Regions from separate parts of the Mus musculus genome. Here regions 1, 2 and 4 are each linked to region 3. Evidence: chromatin contacts called from public Micro-C and promoter capture Hi-C data. All regions are on one chromosome and are shown on one strand. The core of a region is the stretch at or near the end of the contact, and the rest is flanking DNA. Distances in the headings are between cores, read along the strand shown.

The links. Promoter capture Hi-C pulls out the DNA fragments that hold promoters and counts their contacts. A called contact is a pair of places that touch in the nucleus more often than the background predicts.
Region 1: a contact with region 3 is called in a promoter capture Hi-C map of the HPC-7 cell line. The contact joins the enhancer-like site here to the promoter of Fgf10 in region 3. A contact is called at or near these places in 12 of 39 promoter capture datasets (the 3T3-L1 cell line, 3T3-L1-derived adipocytes, the C10 cell line and 9 more), 2 of 484 Hi-C or Micro-C datasets (embryonic fibroblasts and reprogramming fibroblasts), 4 of 115 datasets of contacts at active chromatin or transcription factors (the NIH/3T3 cell line, embryonic limb bud, forebrain and 1 more) and 3 of 9 other capture datasets (embryonic stem cells, embryonic tail and embryonic trunk).
Region 2: a contact with region 3 is called in a promoter capture Hi-C map of cranial neural crest. The contact joins the promoter of Nnt here to the promoter of Fgf10 in region 3. A contact is called at or near these places in 9 of 39 promoter capture datasets (the 3T3-L1 cell line, 3T3-L1-derived adipocytes, the HPC-7 cell line and 5 more) and 2 of 115 datasets of contacts at active chromatin or transcription factors (both in embryonic stem cells).
Region 4: a Micro-C map of embryonic stem cells shows a contact between it and region 3. The contact joins the promoter of 4833420G17Rik here to the promoter of Fgf10 in region 3. A contact is called at or near these places in 3 of 39 promoter capture datasets (cranial neural crest, embryonic stem cells and hippocampal neurons) and 1 of 484 Hi-C or Micro-C datasets (embryonic stem cells).

What each region holds. Positions count from the first base shown.
Region 1 is chr13:119,346,717-119,350,265 of GRCm38.p6, reverse strand. The region is part of intron 14 of Nnt (nicotinamide nucleotide transhydrogenase); the gene reads left to right. Among named protein-coding and RNA genes, the nearest start is that of Nnt, 61 kb to the left of the region's middle. Within about 2 kb of position 2,060, at least 3 of the 459 cell types and tissues checked have an H3K27ac peak or open chromatin away from gene starts, as enhancers often do. A contact at or near this core is called in the HPC-7 cell line, where this site is marked.
Region 2 is chr13:119,407,171-119,410,648 of GRCm38.p6, reverse strand. Nnt (nicotinamide nucleotide transhydrogenase) reads left to right here and starts at 1,392. Exons shown (of 17, transcript NM_001308506.1): 1 at 1,392-1,746.
Region 3 is chr13:118,712,908-118,716,337 of GRCm38.p6, reverse strand. It overlaps Fgf10 (fibroblast growth factor 10), which reads right to left and starts at 1,639. Exons shown (of 3, transcript NM_008002.4): 1 at 627-1,639. The coding sequence starts at 954. RefSeq lists a promoter at 955-1,608 and cis regulatory regions at 1,831-1,841, 2,402-3,038, 3,130-3,430.
Region 4 is chr13:119,460,851-119,464,172 of GRCm38.p6, reverse strand. It overlaps 4833420G17Rik (RIKEN cDNA 4833420G17 gene), which reads right to left and starts at 1,414. Exons shown (of 13, transcript NM_001113550.1): 1 at 1,054-1,414.

The DNA.
Region 1 (3,549 bases), core at 811-3,310, 630 kb before region 3:
ATATTTGCAGCTTAGTAGTGTTCTACAGTCTTATGTTGTGTGGCTAATGGTTTAAATGTATGTCCCCCTCCCCCCCTAAGAAATCAGTTCCTCAACATGCTTTAAGATGAAATATTTTGAGTCTCTAACAAGAGTTAAGGTTTCTATGATGTGTTGTGTTTAGGGCACAGAAAGAGCTACCACACAGAGACTGGTGATTCTCCGAAGGCACATACTTCTGAAAGGAATGCACAGCAGGCCAGGTGAATGATCTAGTAGAGAATTAGAATAGCTAGTGAACACTGTTATCTGGTAGTCTCATGATAGTGTCATAGCACTCTTTTCTTTTTTATTTTCTTTTTTAATTTTTTATTCTATATTTTCTTTATTTACATTTCAAATGTTATCCCTTTCCTGTTCTCCCCTCAGAAAATTCCCATGCCCTCCCCCTGCTCACCCATCCACCCTTCCCGATTCCTGGCTTTGGCATTCCCCTACACTGGGGCATCAAGCCTTCACAGGGCCAAGGGCCTCTCCTCCCATTGATGTCCAACAAGGCCATCCTCTGTTACATATGCCATGAGTTCCTCCATGTGTGCTCTTTGGTTGTTGGTTTAGTCCCTAGGAGCTCTGGGGGTACTGGTTGGTTCACATTGTTGTTTCTCCTATGATGCTGCAAACCTCTTCAGCTCCTTGGGTCCTTTCTCTAACTCCTCCTTTGGAGACACTGTGCTCAGTCCAATGGTTGACTGAGAACATCCACCTCTGTATTTGTCAGACACTGGCAGAGTCTCTCAGGAGACAGCTATATCAGGCTTCTGTCAGCAAGCACTTCTTGGCATCCACATAGTGTCTGGGTTTGGTAACTGTATATGGGATGGATCCCCAAATGGGGCAGTCTCTGGATGGCCTTTCCTTCAGTCTCTGCTCCATACTTTGTCTTTATCTCCTCCCATGGGTATTTTGTTCCCCCTTCTAAGAAGGACCGAAGTATCCATACTTTGTTCTTCCTTCTTCTTAAGCTTCATGTGGTCTGTGAATTGTACCTTGGGTATTCTGATCTTCTGGGCTAATATCCACTTATTAGTGAATGCATGCCATGCATGTCCTTTTGGTAGCACTCTTTTCTTAAGGATATTTATTGATAATAAATCTCTGAACAAATAATTGTGTAGTACTTTGCTCTAGGCACTATTCTAGATTCTGGAGATAGATCAGTGAATAAAATATCCAAGTTCTTAGTGCTTATCTTAGTTACTATTCTATTGATGTGAAGAAACACCATGACCAAAACAACTCTTATAAAAGTAAGTGTTTATTTGGGGGAACTGCATATAGTTGCAGAGGGTTAGCCCGTGATTATAGTTGCAGGAAGCAGGCAGACATGGCAGGTGAGCAGTAGTTGAGCACCTTGTATTCTGATCCATAGGCTGTAGGCACAGAGAAAGAGAGGAGGAGAAGGAGAGGAAAAAGGAGAGGGAGGGAGGGAAGAAAGGAGAGGAAGGGAGAGGGAGAGGGGGAGGGAGGGAGGGAGGGAAGAAGAGAGAGAGAGAGAGAGAGAGAGAGAGAGAGAGAGAGAGAGAGAGAGAGAGAGAGAGAGAGATTAAGGTTGGGCTTGGTATGGGTTTTTGAAAATATCAAAGTCCATCCCCAGTGATACACCTCCTCCAAGAAGACCACACCTACTCCAGCAAGACCATACCTCCTAATCCTTCCCAAATTGTTCCACTAACTGCAGACTAAACTTCCAAACATATGGGCCTATGGGGACCATTTTTCTTCAAATGACCCACAGTGTTACAGTACTTACATTCACTTGAAGGGTTAGGTAGTAGGATTTCAGGATTCAATTCTGAATTAGAGGGACATTTTTTTCTTCTTTTTTCCACATTAATTAATTATTATTATTATTATTATTATTATTATTATTATTTACTTTACACCCAGATCAAAGCCCCCACCTCCTCCCATCCCCTCCCCCCTCCCCTCCTCCCCTTCTTCTCTGAGAAGGGGGATGGATGCCTGTGGCACATTCGGATGCTAATTGAAAAGAGGAAGAGAAGTAACAGTATAGATTTAGGCAGTGCTTCTGCTACCTTGCACTTGGCTGACTTGTCTGCTTGAAAAGTGTAGTGGGAAGAGGGAAGAGGGTGAGAGCAAGGTTGTTTGTGCAGTTGTGCAACTTGGTAAACCTTTGGCGGCAGAGCGGAGAAGCTAAGCAAGTATATGTACTCACTCTCTCACTCACTCACTCACTCACTCACTCACTCACTCACTTAGACTTGAACCCTTTGTATAGGATTGTCAGCAGTCCTCCAGATGAAGAGTGTCAGTGAGGGGATAGAGAGATGGCTCAGTGGTTAAGAGCACTGACTGCTCTTCCAGAGGACCCAAATTCAATTCCCAGCACCCACATGGCAGTTTGTGACTGTCTATAACTCCAAAGTCCAACTCCTTCATAGAGACATGAATGCAGGTTCTGTAGAAGGCTGTGATGACATTCAATTTGAATGTACCCCTGGAGGACTTGTTATCTCTCTAAGTACCCTGATGTTGTATGTTACGTGGACCAGATGGGAAACATGTCTGTAGAAAGCATTTCTTCAAGTTTACTAGAAGAACAACGTTCATTATTCTATGTTAGAAAAATTATGAGGCCCTTTTATGAGTTCTTTGACTTGTATAACATTTTTCTTTCCCCTAATAAAGGGAAGAAAGTGAATGGACACCAGATATCAGAACCAGAGTAGTAGTTCATCTCTTAAGTGACTTCAGATGAAGAAAGGGAGCGACAGGGCATAATCCCAGTGCCAGAAAGTCAAGGACAATTGGATGAAGCCTTTCTTCTCATTTAGAATTGTGCGAGTGACTTTGTCTAACTTCTAACAGCTCTCAGAATTTTAGAAAGCACAGCATCTGTGTTTAACTTATGAAACCTCACCAGAGAGAGTGACTGCGTGATGTTTCTCAGTGATTGATTTTTATGGACAGCAGCTGCCTTGCCATGAATATTTTTTTATCTCATCATTACCACGATTCTCTTCTGATGAGAAAGACTAGCCTCACCCAGCTTGTCTTGGAGTGACCAAAGATGATTTGGGTAACATTTACTATGCTGACCTCATATTTTAGAAAGTTTCTATTTCAAAACAGTTTGCTAAAATTGTTGGTCAAAAACTCCCTTTGTGTTTTTTAAGAAACTTATGACTGTCAATGAAAATTTTTGGATAAGTATTTGATAGACCAAAAGATCTTCTCTTTTCAGTCTGCCATATTTTCCACAGGAGAAATGTGTAACTAAAATGTAAAACTACTGACTCTAGTAACTAACTCTTTTATTATTTTCAGGGACCCTCTTCAGAATGGATTATTGCCACATGCAAATCTAGAATACAGAGGTCCTTGAAGGACTCTTTATTCATTCACAGAGGGATTTCTAACACGTTCTGGGACAGAACACCATGTATATGTGATGTAATTCCAAATAACTGTTTCTTCTCCTAGGATGGCTTTAAGGTAGTAAGAAGATCTTTAAAGTCCAATTTACTATTAAGGTGTGATATTCCTCTA
Region 2 (3,478 bases), core at 143-2,642, 690 kb before region 3:
AGTTCCCTTAAGGAAGGAGGGATGGTAGAACACTGTGTAAAAATGATTGTGGAACAGTTCCATTAGAGAGGTAGGAGGCAGAGGAAGGAGCAGGACAGGGGAATGCTACTCAAAATGAGGGGAGGGGGAGTAACAAAAACAACACTAAGAAAGAAAGCATTGGAAAACATAGAGTATGAAGGCAGATGCCCTTCAAGGCTAGACTTGCTGATTGTAGAAAAGCCTTGCACGTGAACTCCGAACTACTTACCACACAGTCCGCAGCACAAAAGAGTTTAAAATGGTTAAGGACTTGCCTCATTGTACCTGCAGTATTACTATCTGTTGACTTACGATTATTATTTTAAAACACCGGGCCGAGTCCTTTCCTGCCTTCCAGTTCTTCTGCCACCGGAAGAGTTTACTCCAGATTGCTGTGCGGAGTCCAGTAGCCCAATGACCCTTTCTGCTGTATAAAACACAAGGCATTCTCTAAATAAGGGGTTCTCTGTGGTTCACTTATTTTTAAAAGATACTGAATGTCTGTTTTTTTTTTTTTTCTTCTGCCTGTTAAAATATTTCAGTTAAATTAAAAGCAAGGGGCTGGTGAGATGGCTCAGTGGGTAAGAGCACCCGACTGCTCTCCCGAAGGTCAGGAGTTCAAATCCCAGCAACCACATGGTGGCTCACAACCATCTGTAACAAGATCTGACGCCCTCTTCTGGAGTGTCTGAAGACAGCTACAGTGTACTTACATATAATAAATAAATAAATCTTAAAAAAAAAATTAAAAGCAAGCAAGCAAGCAAACAAACAATCTTACACTGACGTTTCCTTTAGACTCAGCGCTGGGTAAGTTTAATCAGTGTACCTGCAGAGCAAGTAACAGAATCTAATCACTAACCAATAACTAGGTCGTTATGTTTTGATTTCCTTAATCAGGAACCTTAACAGGGACGTCAACTACAATTACATTCTAGACACTGCCTATGTTAATAGTAGCGCAGGGTTTCCTCTTGGCTGGCCTCGCTGTTGAAGCCAAATATGCACATGTGTGTGTTCATTTTCAGGCCTTGACTTCGTTTGTGAGGAATTTAACCCCACCCCCGTCCAGAATGGAAAAACAACGCCCCCATTCCCGCCCTCGGCTTCCTCCCGCCTAAGTCTTCTCCAGTTACAGAAGTTCGGATTTTTTTTTTTTTTTTTTCCTAGAGAGTTAGAGGAAAAGTCCGGCCCAAGAGTGGAGTTATAGTATCCGTTTATTTGCTCTGCTGGGAGACCGGTGAGGAAATCACACTTTGTAACTTAGTCTCCTGGGGGGAAAGAAGAGGTACGAATTCCTAAAAACTTGAGTTGCAGTGCTTGGCATCGGGTTTGATTGACAGAGGCCGATTGAGCAAGAGCAAGGGGGCGGGGCTGCGGGCCTGGGGCCCTGGCAGAGACAAAGGGGCTTCAGCGGCCACCCGGAGGGGACCAGCTGCTGCGCTGTAAGCGTGCATCTGGTGGAGTCTTTTTCTCCTTTGCAGACTGGCGATCGGGCCAAGCGGGTTTGGCAGGAGGCTCGGGGAGGGGGAGAAGGGGTGCCGAAAGGGGGCGCGGGTCCGGGTCTAGGCAGCCCTGTGTCACGTGGTCGCCGCCGCCGCCTCAAAGTTGGGGCTGTTCTTCCGGGTTGGAGGCACAACGCCGCGGGCCAACCCCGGGTCTGCTAGCTCGGCGTGGCGTTTGCTCGCAGCCCGGGGTCGCCATCTGTCCCGCCTGCCGGTCCAGGTGAGCCAACCAGCCCTGCAGCGCCTAGGGGCTGCTGGAAAAGGCGGGCAGCCAGCGCAGATCCCCGGTCCCTCGGCGAAGGGGACCCGAGAGAGAGCAGCAGGGGGGCGGGGTCGGCTGTGTCTAGCAAGTGGGGCGCAGAGGCTCCTGCAGGAGACTGACGGAGAAGGAATGCGGTATATGCCTCGGGGCTCCTTTTGTGTGTGCGTTCTATTGGGGTGACATGGAAAGGAGTGAGAGGGTAGAGGTGGGAACGGAGTCCCGGCAGAAGACAAAGTAAGCAAGTGACAGCTGTGCAGGTGCAGATCTTGGATCCTGGGGTGGGGGTGGGGTGGGGGCAAGGGCTGCAAAAGTTGTACGTAGTCATTTTGGCCCTTAGAGGGACTGGAAGAGAGGTCGTAGAGGACTTTCGATGAATGGTTTACCTAGAAGAATGACAGCTGGGCGCTCCTAAGTTGTACTTGAACTTTGAGAGTGTTCAGGCGGGGTGTCCAGTTAGGTGTATAGGAAAAGATGTGACTGTAGGTCCGGGCTGACTGGTGGTAGTTTCTGAATACTGAGAAAAAGGGGTTTGGATTGGTAAGTCACGGTGGGCTCTATTAGAGGTCAGGGTGTAGTTCTGGCCAGAGCTGGTTCAAACTTGAGAGGCACAATAACTACTATGTAGCCAGAGCCAATGGGCTTCCACAGGAGGTTATAAATAGCGGTCCAGCTGCACGTGCCAGAGGGTGGCAGTTTAGTTGCTGAGGGAGGGGCAGCACCTGTGACAGGAGCCATGGCTGCAGTGGCTTTGGGAGAGGTCACGCTGCCTGCCAGGATAGGGTATTGTGTCCTTGTTGGTATGCCTAGCTTTTAAAAGCATGACTTTGTTTATGCTTGCAGGTGCCCTTTATTTGTCCTACGGTAGTGTGCAGTCCTTAGAAAACTTTGGAGGCATGGGGCTTGCTTGCCCACTGAACCCCCTTTTTTGGGCAAATCTTGGTTATTTTTCCTTTCTTACTTTATTATTCTTATTATACTTTTTTATTTCGAGACGAGGAAGATCTCGGTCTGTAGCCTTGGCTGGCTTGAACGAACTTCTATGTGTAGCCTAGGCTGGCTTTGAACTTGAGTTGCTCCTCCTGCCTTAACCTCTCCGATGCTGGCATTTACAATCATGAGCTACCACCCCAGCTCCATTTTCATTCTTTCTTTTTTTTTTTTTTTTAATTTATTGAAGGGACAGTTTTGGATTATTCTAGTATAAGCAAACAGATAGGGCCAGTTTTCTACGAGGCTATACAAAGTTTTTATTTTCAAAGGAAGAGTCTGGAAACTGTTTCAGAAATATATTGTGGAATGGCCTCAGGATACCCAGCCCTAGTTATTTAAGTGTTCAGTCAAAAAGTATTAGCTGACTTACTCTGTTTAATGCAAAGCAGTGGGCCATGAAAAATAACAAAGTGAATGGAGTAACTCACCAGGATCTTGAGTTCTTTAATCCTCTCTACAAACCAGTGATCAGGGCACTTTGCTACTTTAATCCTCAGACCTTTATGAGGTAGGTTTTTACTATAATTCTGACCTTAAAGACAGAGAAGCTGGGTGATTTGAGAAGGACACATCTGGATAAAGGTAGAGAAGCGGATTCCAACCCAGAGTATACTCTAATCTCTTTACTGTCTTCTTTTGCTAGATCAGGTGCTTTCCCTAGACTCTAGAGTGCTGGTTTTCAACCTTCCTAATGCTTTGG
Region 3 (3,430 bases), core at 390-2,889:
AATCACTCAAACCGAAATGAAGGACCCAAAAGGAGGGGGTGAAAAAAAAAGTCAAAACCAGGGAAAATAAACTCTTTGGCCTCTATCTAGAAATGGTGGGGCTTTTGCTGGGGACTGGAAGTGACTTTTCTTCCTTAAAGTTCCCATAAAGCTCCCATAATTGACACGGGATAATTATTTTCAGCTTGAGGAGTCTGTCCCAAAAACTCTTAAGATTGCCAGCGAAAAGAAACAAAATGTGTTTACTTGAGCCATTTCCAGAAGGGAGGGAAAGGAGACCTCTGGGTGAGATGGGGGAAGGTATTGGAGACAGAATGGGGCATCTCCTAGCAGCAGCAACTGAACAGCACCAGGAGTGATCCTGTGAGTGACAGACTAGAGAGATCAGGGAATCAGGGTTGCAAGGGATGTGGAGGAGGCTTGCATGGTGGAGGAAATGCTGCGCACAATGTATACTCGGGAGGGGGCTGATTTAGTGTGAAAGTATTCCACTTCATCATTTTACAGGGGTTGGGGACATAAATATTTAGCTGGCCACATCTGGAACAGATTCTGTCTCCCCCCCCCTCCCCGCGTGGGGTGGGGGTGGATAATTGGAAGGAGAGGAGCACGCATTTGTTACTTACTGTACGGACAGTCTTCATTCTTGGTCCCGCTGACCTTGCCGTTCTTCTCAATCGTGAGAAAGTACTTGGTGAAGGAGAACAGCCTTCTCCAGCGGACATCTCCTTGGAGGTGATTGTAGCTCCGCACATGCCTTCCCGCACTGGAAGGAGAGGAGAAGGACGAGGAGGAAGAAGAGCAGTTGGTGGCCTCCTGTGACACCATGTCCTGACCAAGAGCTTGGCAGGTGACAGGGAACGAAGACACCAAAAAGAGCAACAAGAAGCAGCAACAGCAGCCCGGCAGGTGGGGAAAGGCTGAGGCACAATGTGTCAGTATCCATTTCCACATTGTACTGAAACTCTCGGCACTGGAAATTGTCTCATCAGAAGGAACATACTGGAAGGGTAAGACCTGCTGCGAGGCAGAGAGACAGCTGGAGGTGGTGGCTTCTGGATAGCTCCCTCTGGGTACGGATCTGGCCAGAAGCGAGTGCACCAACATCCATAACTTCTAGGAAGGACCGGCTGCCTGTCCTCGCTCCGTCCTCGGATCCGCTGCCTGCGTCTCTCCAGTCTCAGGGTGAACAGTGGACGTGGGTGGCCGCGGCAGTAGGAACTGGTGGTGTCGGTCACCAGAGCTCTTCGCTCCCCCCGGGGGTTACTTTGTTCTCTTCTTCACTCCTTTCTTCACCATGTTAGATGCAAAAGAGGTCTGAAAAACAGATGACAGGACGGTGAACAAAACCCAAAGTGGGTGGGGTGGGGGTGCAGGAAGACATCTGCGCCCCTCTGCGGTTGGCACCTTCTGGTCCTTCTCTGCAGAGTCCCAGCCTGCTGGCCACTTAAAAAGTGTCTCTTTGGAGTTGTCAGAACTGGAGGCAGCTGCCCAGGCGCTGTTGTCTTCTCCTTCCTTTCTCTTTTTGGTGGTGCCTGTTGATGTGAAGTCTTCCGAAAGCCACTTCTTGTTTGGGGGGCGGCTGGCGGCTGGCGTTTTGTTGGGCCCTTCTCTCCACCTCCAAGTCCCTTGGAAAGCCGCTTGTAAACAGGTTGAAGCCTGGAGTCTAAATGTCAGTGCTTTTCAGCCAGAGGTGGGCTCTGCCTCTGCTGGTCAAACCTCATTTGCAGGGGTGGAGAAGGGGGGGAGGGGGTCAAACGGCGGTGGGACATCTGAAACCCTAAGCTGCTGGGAACGCCAGAGAAAAGGGAGGGGGGAAGGGACCGGGGAGGGGGCGGGGGGATCTTGGGCGAGAGGAGTGCGCGATGCCTTTGCTCTGAGCTGGGGGCTGCGGGTCCCTTCCTCGCCGCCTCCGTGGGCGCAGCCGCCCCGCAGCCTGCAGCTCCTGCTAATTGCGGCTCCGGCGTCCTGTGCTCGCAGCGCTGGCCACCAGCGCGAGTTGTCCGCGTGCTTTCCGAATTTTGCTGCCCTCCGGCGGGAACCACTCCCCTCCCCTACAGGGAGCCCCTTGCTCACTTGTTTTCCACTGTAGTTTTCTTCTTTCCTTCCTTCCTTCCTTCCTTCCTTCCTTCCTTCCTTCCTTCCTTCCTTCCTTCCTTCCTTCCTTCCTTCCTTCCTTCCTTCCTTTTCTTTCTTTTTTCTTTCTTTTCTTTTTTTCCTTTTGGCCGCGAAAATAGAGTTTGGAGCTTGGCTTTTGTGTGTGGATGTGTTTCTGCCTTCCAGATCCCAGAAGCAGGGAAGAGGGCTGGGGAGAAGGCAGAAGAGGATGCTCTGGGCAAACTCTCTCCAAGAACAGATTATAAACTGATAGAAGCTAAAATCGAGAAGGGAGACATAATGAGCTAGCTTCGTTTCCTCCTCTCCTGCCAGCTTCCAAGGAGGTCTCGGGTTTTAATGAATCATTGATTTCTCGCTTCCGTTGCTGAAGTAAAAAGTTCACACTTTGGCCCTCTCTGTCTTTTTAAGCTCAGGGAGATTTATCGTCACCCTTAAACATAGCCTCTCTCTTGGCGCAAATGAAATCAGGGACCCAGGTTACTGATTTCTAATTGGTAACACGAGTCCTTTACAGAATCACGCATGGACTTCAAAGCCTACGCACTTTCCTGCGATCGCAGATTTTATCACAGAGTTTGACCAAATCCCCTGCTGCCTGTTTTTTTTCCTCTATGCAATTTCCTTTGCATTTTACCATAAAGAGGAGGTCCCCGCCCATCTTCAAACTTAATGTTTAAAGGGCTCTACTTTACAACGCAGCTTCACTACCTACCGACCTTTCACAAACACTCTTGTGCACACCAACCCCCAACTCTACCCCTGCTCTCAGAAACAAACTTTCAACCCAGACACAGACAGAAGTCAGCACAAGACCAGGAAACTATTGCCCAAAACAAAAAGGTACCAGGAGGAAACATTGTAATAATCCATTCCTACCTGAGTATGATACAATTCTGAGTACCAGAGATCATTTCCTTAAGAAAAATATCTAAACTAGGGAACGGCTGGCTGGAAGGATTGCATGAACATATATTACTCTGTTGTGGGAGGCAGTTAGACATCTGTGTTCTGGCTAAGCAAAACAAATGGTCAATATCATACGGTGGTGGTGATTTCACATGATTCAACCTAAATGGCTGAGGGAGAAGCAGAGGTTTCAAGGTGAATTTGAGAGTTAGCAACTGGCATAGTGATTCAGAAACAATTTACAAAAGGAGCTTGCACACACAAGCCAGGAACCCTGTCATGCGCACTGGGTTTCAGTCTTCACTGGGAACTGGAGAAAGACAATTAAAATTCAAAAGTCTTAGAGATAGACGTTGTTAATGATTCCCCAAATACATTTTAGTGGTTTGAATGCATGCTCTTCCAT
Region 4 (3,322 bases), core at 165-2,664, 750 kb before region 3:
AATCCTAGTTATTTGCACACAGAATTAGATCAATAGTCCTACACTACAGCCTGCAGAGGCCACACAGGCTAGCCCACCACTTTCTCCAAATGTCACTTCCTAATTCCCTTGTTCTGATCATTTTAATCACACTGGCTTTGTAGAGATTGCTCTTGAAAGAAGGTGTTTCTCATCTCAGGAACTTTGCCCTGCTCTCTCTGTCTAGCTTGTCGTCTCCTTGCTTATCATATCACAAACTCTTCATCAGAACTCACATCTCAACACAAATACCACTTGCACCAAGGCCCAACTTTATCACCTAAGCTAAACTACTCCATCCATAATTGCTATCCTAACATATCTTTTGTCCTCATAGACTTTATCAGTACCTCCCACCAGGATAGAAACTCAGACAAAACAGATCTCTCCTGTCTTATTTACAAATGTATCACTGGGACCTCAAATAGTACTAGGCAAAGAAAGCTGTTGGACAAATAAACTTTCATCAAATACAGAAAGAATAAATATTTAAATTCTTCCCCTTGAGTTCACGATATGCGTTGATGACACCACTGTCATCACGATGCTTTCTGCCTGTAACTAGCTTTCTATTGCTTTTTAAAATCTCGCTTGAATTTGGCCCTTTATCTCCTTTTGTTGGAAGCTGAACTCTTATTTACTACAACTATCTTTCTCCCATTTCGTCTGTCTTCAGTGCATCTCTATATTGCCGTCACGGGTTAACTTCCCACAGGTAAGACCACAGTAACTGCTTTACGTCACTTGTTTAAATCCTTGCAACGCCAATAAGCAAACACCGTGATTACAGACGAAGAGACGTATGTGCACACACGCATAGCTCTACCTGGTATTTTAAGAGCAAATTGGTGCTTTGCATCGTTTTATTCACGTTTGCACTCTCACCATTCAACACGTTAGGTCTGGGGGATAACGAACCGAAAACCCTCCTCTGCATGTTGAAGGCTCGTTTTTTTTTTCAAAACAAACCCGGGGAAAGAGAAGGGGGCGGGAAAACACCCTCAGCAAGACCACCGCCAAACTTGCAACACTCACCGGCGGCTGTGGGCTGCGAAGTTGTTCTGCACCTGGAAGGGAGGGCAACCTCGGCCTCCGACCGACCTCTATTTTGCTCAAGTGGCACGAACTGTGCTGTTTGCGTAGCGCTTCTCCACGGTTCCTTCCGTAATGTATTAACTACCGAGAAGCATTTCTTGAGGAAGAAAAATAATCACATCTACGGAAAAACACGGATACAAGAAGTGTTTCGGTTGAAACACCGGTCCAGTCCTCTGGGGCAGCATCGGCGACGCGAGGAACAAAACACAAACAAACAAAACACAAACAAACAAAACACAAAGCGAGGCAGCAGTTGGAGCCTCCCGCACCGAGAGGAAGGGGCGGTCTCCGGAAAAGCGAAGCCGGAAGTCCCGCCTCTTCCATTGCAAAGAGCAGTTCCGGAAAAGACCGGTTTTCCGGGTTGGACTCTGGTCTCCACGTATCGGGTGCTCAGTGTCGGCACGGAAGCGCCGAGTTTCCGTGGGGATTAGGGTTATAGACCAGTTTTACCAGGCGACACTGTCACAGGATAGGTGTTAGCGGAGCTTTAAAATTCTTTAAAAGTAATCGAAGACAAAGACCACTTGTTTTAAGAGGTGCCAGAAAATGTCTTCTAATTCTTAATCTATTGCCATTAGACATGCGTACGACGTCAGCAAAATACGCTGCGGATTAGCCCAATTCACTGGGGTCAGGATGGGGATTGGAGAATGACTGGGGGGACAAAATATTCTATTAGTTATGAGTGTTCCTAAACTAAAAAACACAGCGATCTATGAGAGAATAGAGTCTGAGAAAATACTTCCACTAAAATCTGAGGTTTGAGTTTTTTTGGGTTTTGTTTTGTTTAGTTTGTTTTTGAAACAGGGTCTGTGTAAACCTGGCTGTCTTGGAACTCGCTCTGTAGACCCAGCTGACCTCGAACTCAGAGATCTGTCTGCCTCTACCTCCCTAGTGCTGGGATTAAAGATGTGCTTCACCATCTTCCTGGCTTTGCCCTGCCTAAAAATAGTATTGCATCCAGATTATAGACTGTCCACAAGACACTCTTGGTAGTAAAGCAGACCTCTTTGTGCTGCCTATTGCCCTCAGTATGAGGGTGAGCTCAGAGCAAGGGGGGGGGGGCAGATCTCTCCACAAGGACATTATCCATATGGCCAGAGCTCCAAATCTGGAGTTTTAAATAGGTACTTGCTAAGTACAAGCAAAGGTCAAGGCTCTGTTACAACTCCAAGCAGTCCAAGGGAAAGATGATGTCTCTTTAAGGGGTTGAAGCATGATCAGGGAGGAAGGAGGCCTGAGGTAGTATGGCCAGGTCATTATGGATGGAGCCAGACTCGAAGAAATTTGCTGATTCTAAATTTAAAAATCTCCAGGCAACTTTTTCTTAAAAAACAAACTAACAAAAAAGCTTTATTAGGAATATTTGTTTAGTGCAAGAGCTTTAAGCAAAGCTATCAGTAAGGGATTGGGAAAACAGGATCTAACTCTTCAATTAGCCATCACTTGAAAATATACTGATACAAAGAATGATCTTAAGTAAAGACATCCTTGGACAGATAACAGTCTTCCTTCCTTCCTTTCTTTTTTCTTTTCTTTTCCTTCCTTCCTTCCTTCCTTTCTTTCTCTTTCTTTCTTTTTTTGAGACAGGGTTTCTCTGTGTAGCCCTGGTTGTCCTGGAACTCACTTTGTAGACCAGGCTGGCCTCGAACTCAGAAATCCGCCTGCCTCTGCCTCCCGAGTGCTGGGGCTAAAGGCATGCGCCACCACCGCCCAACCACAGTCTTATTTCTTAATGACCTGTGACAGTATGTACTGTACATTGTGTAGCTGTTTTCTACCCCCACCCTTTCCCCATCTAATGTTTGAGAACCCGAATGGAATTTCTGCTACACGGGATTTCATGTTTTGAAAGATTACTGGGATTGCTGATGGGGAATGGATTGTGGGCAGCAAAGGGTAAACAGGAGAGAACCCCTAGAATGTAGGTTCTCAATACTAAGAAGACAGCAGTTCCAGCAGGAGAGTTAATTATATTCTTGGGAATTACTGGACCTGGGACTTCGGAGAAAAGACTCTAAAACAACCCAATTTCCTGGTTTAGGAAAGGCGGAAGAGGTTATAAAAAAATAAATTTAGGAAAAGTTTGAGCTAGATTTAAATCTTCTAAATTCATTTGGTGAAAATTGTAAGATTTGGTTGGAATTAGGAGATACCCACCTGGAGATCAATGGCTGTTAGTTGAAGATTTAAAAGAAATGTGACA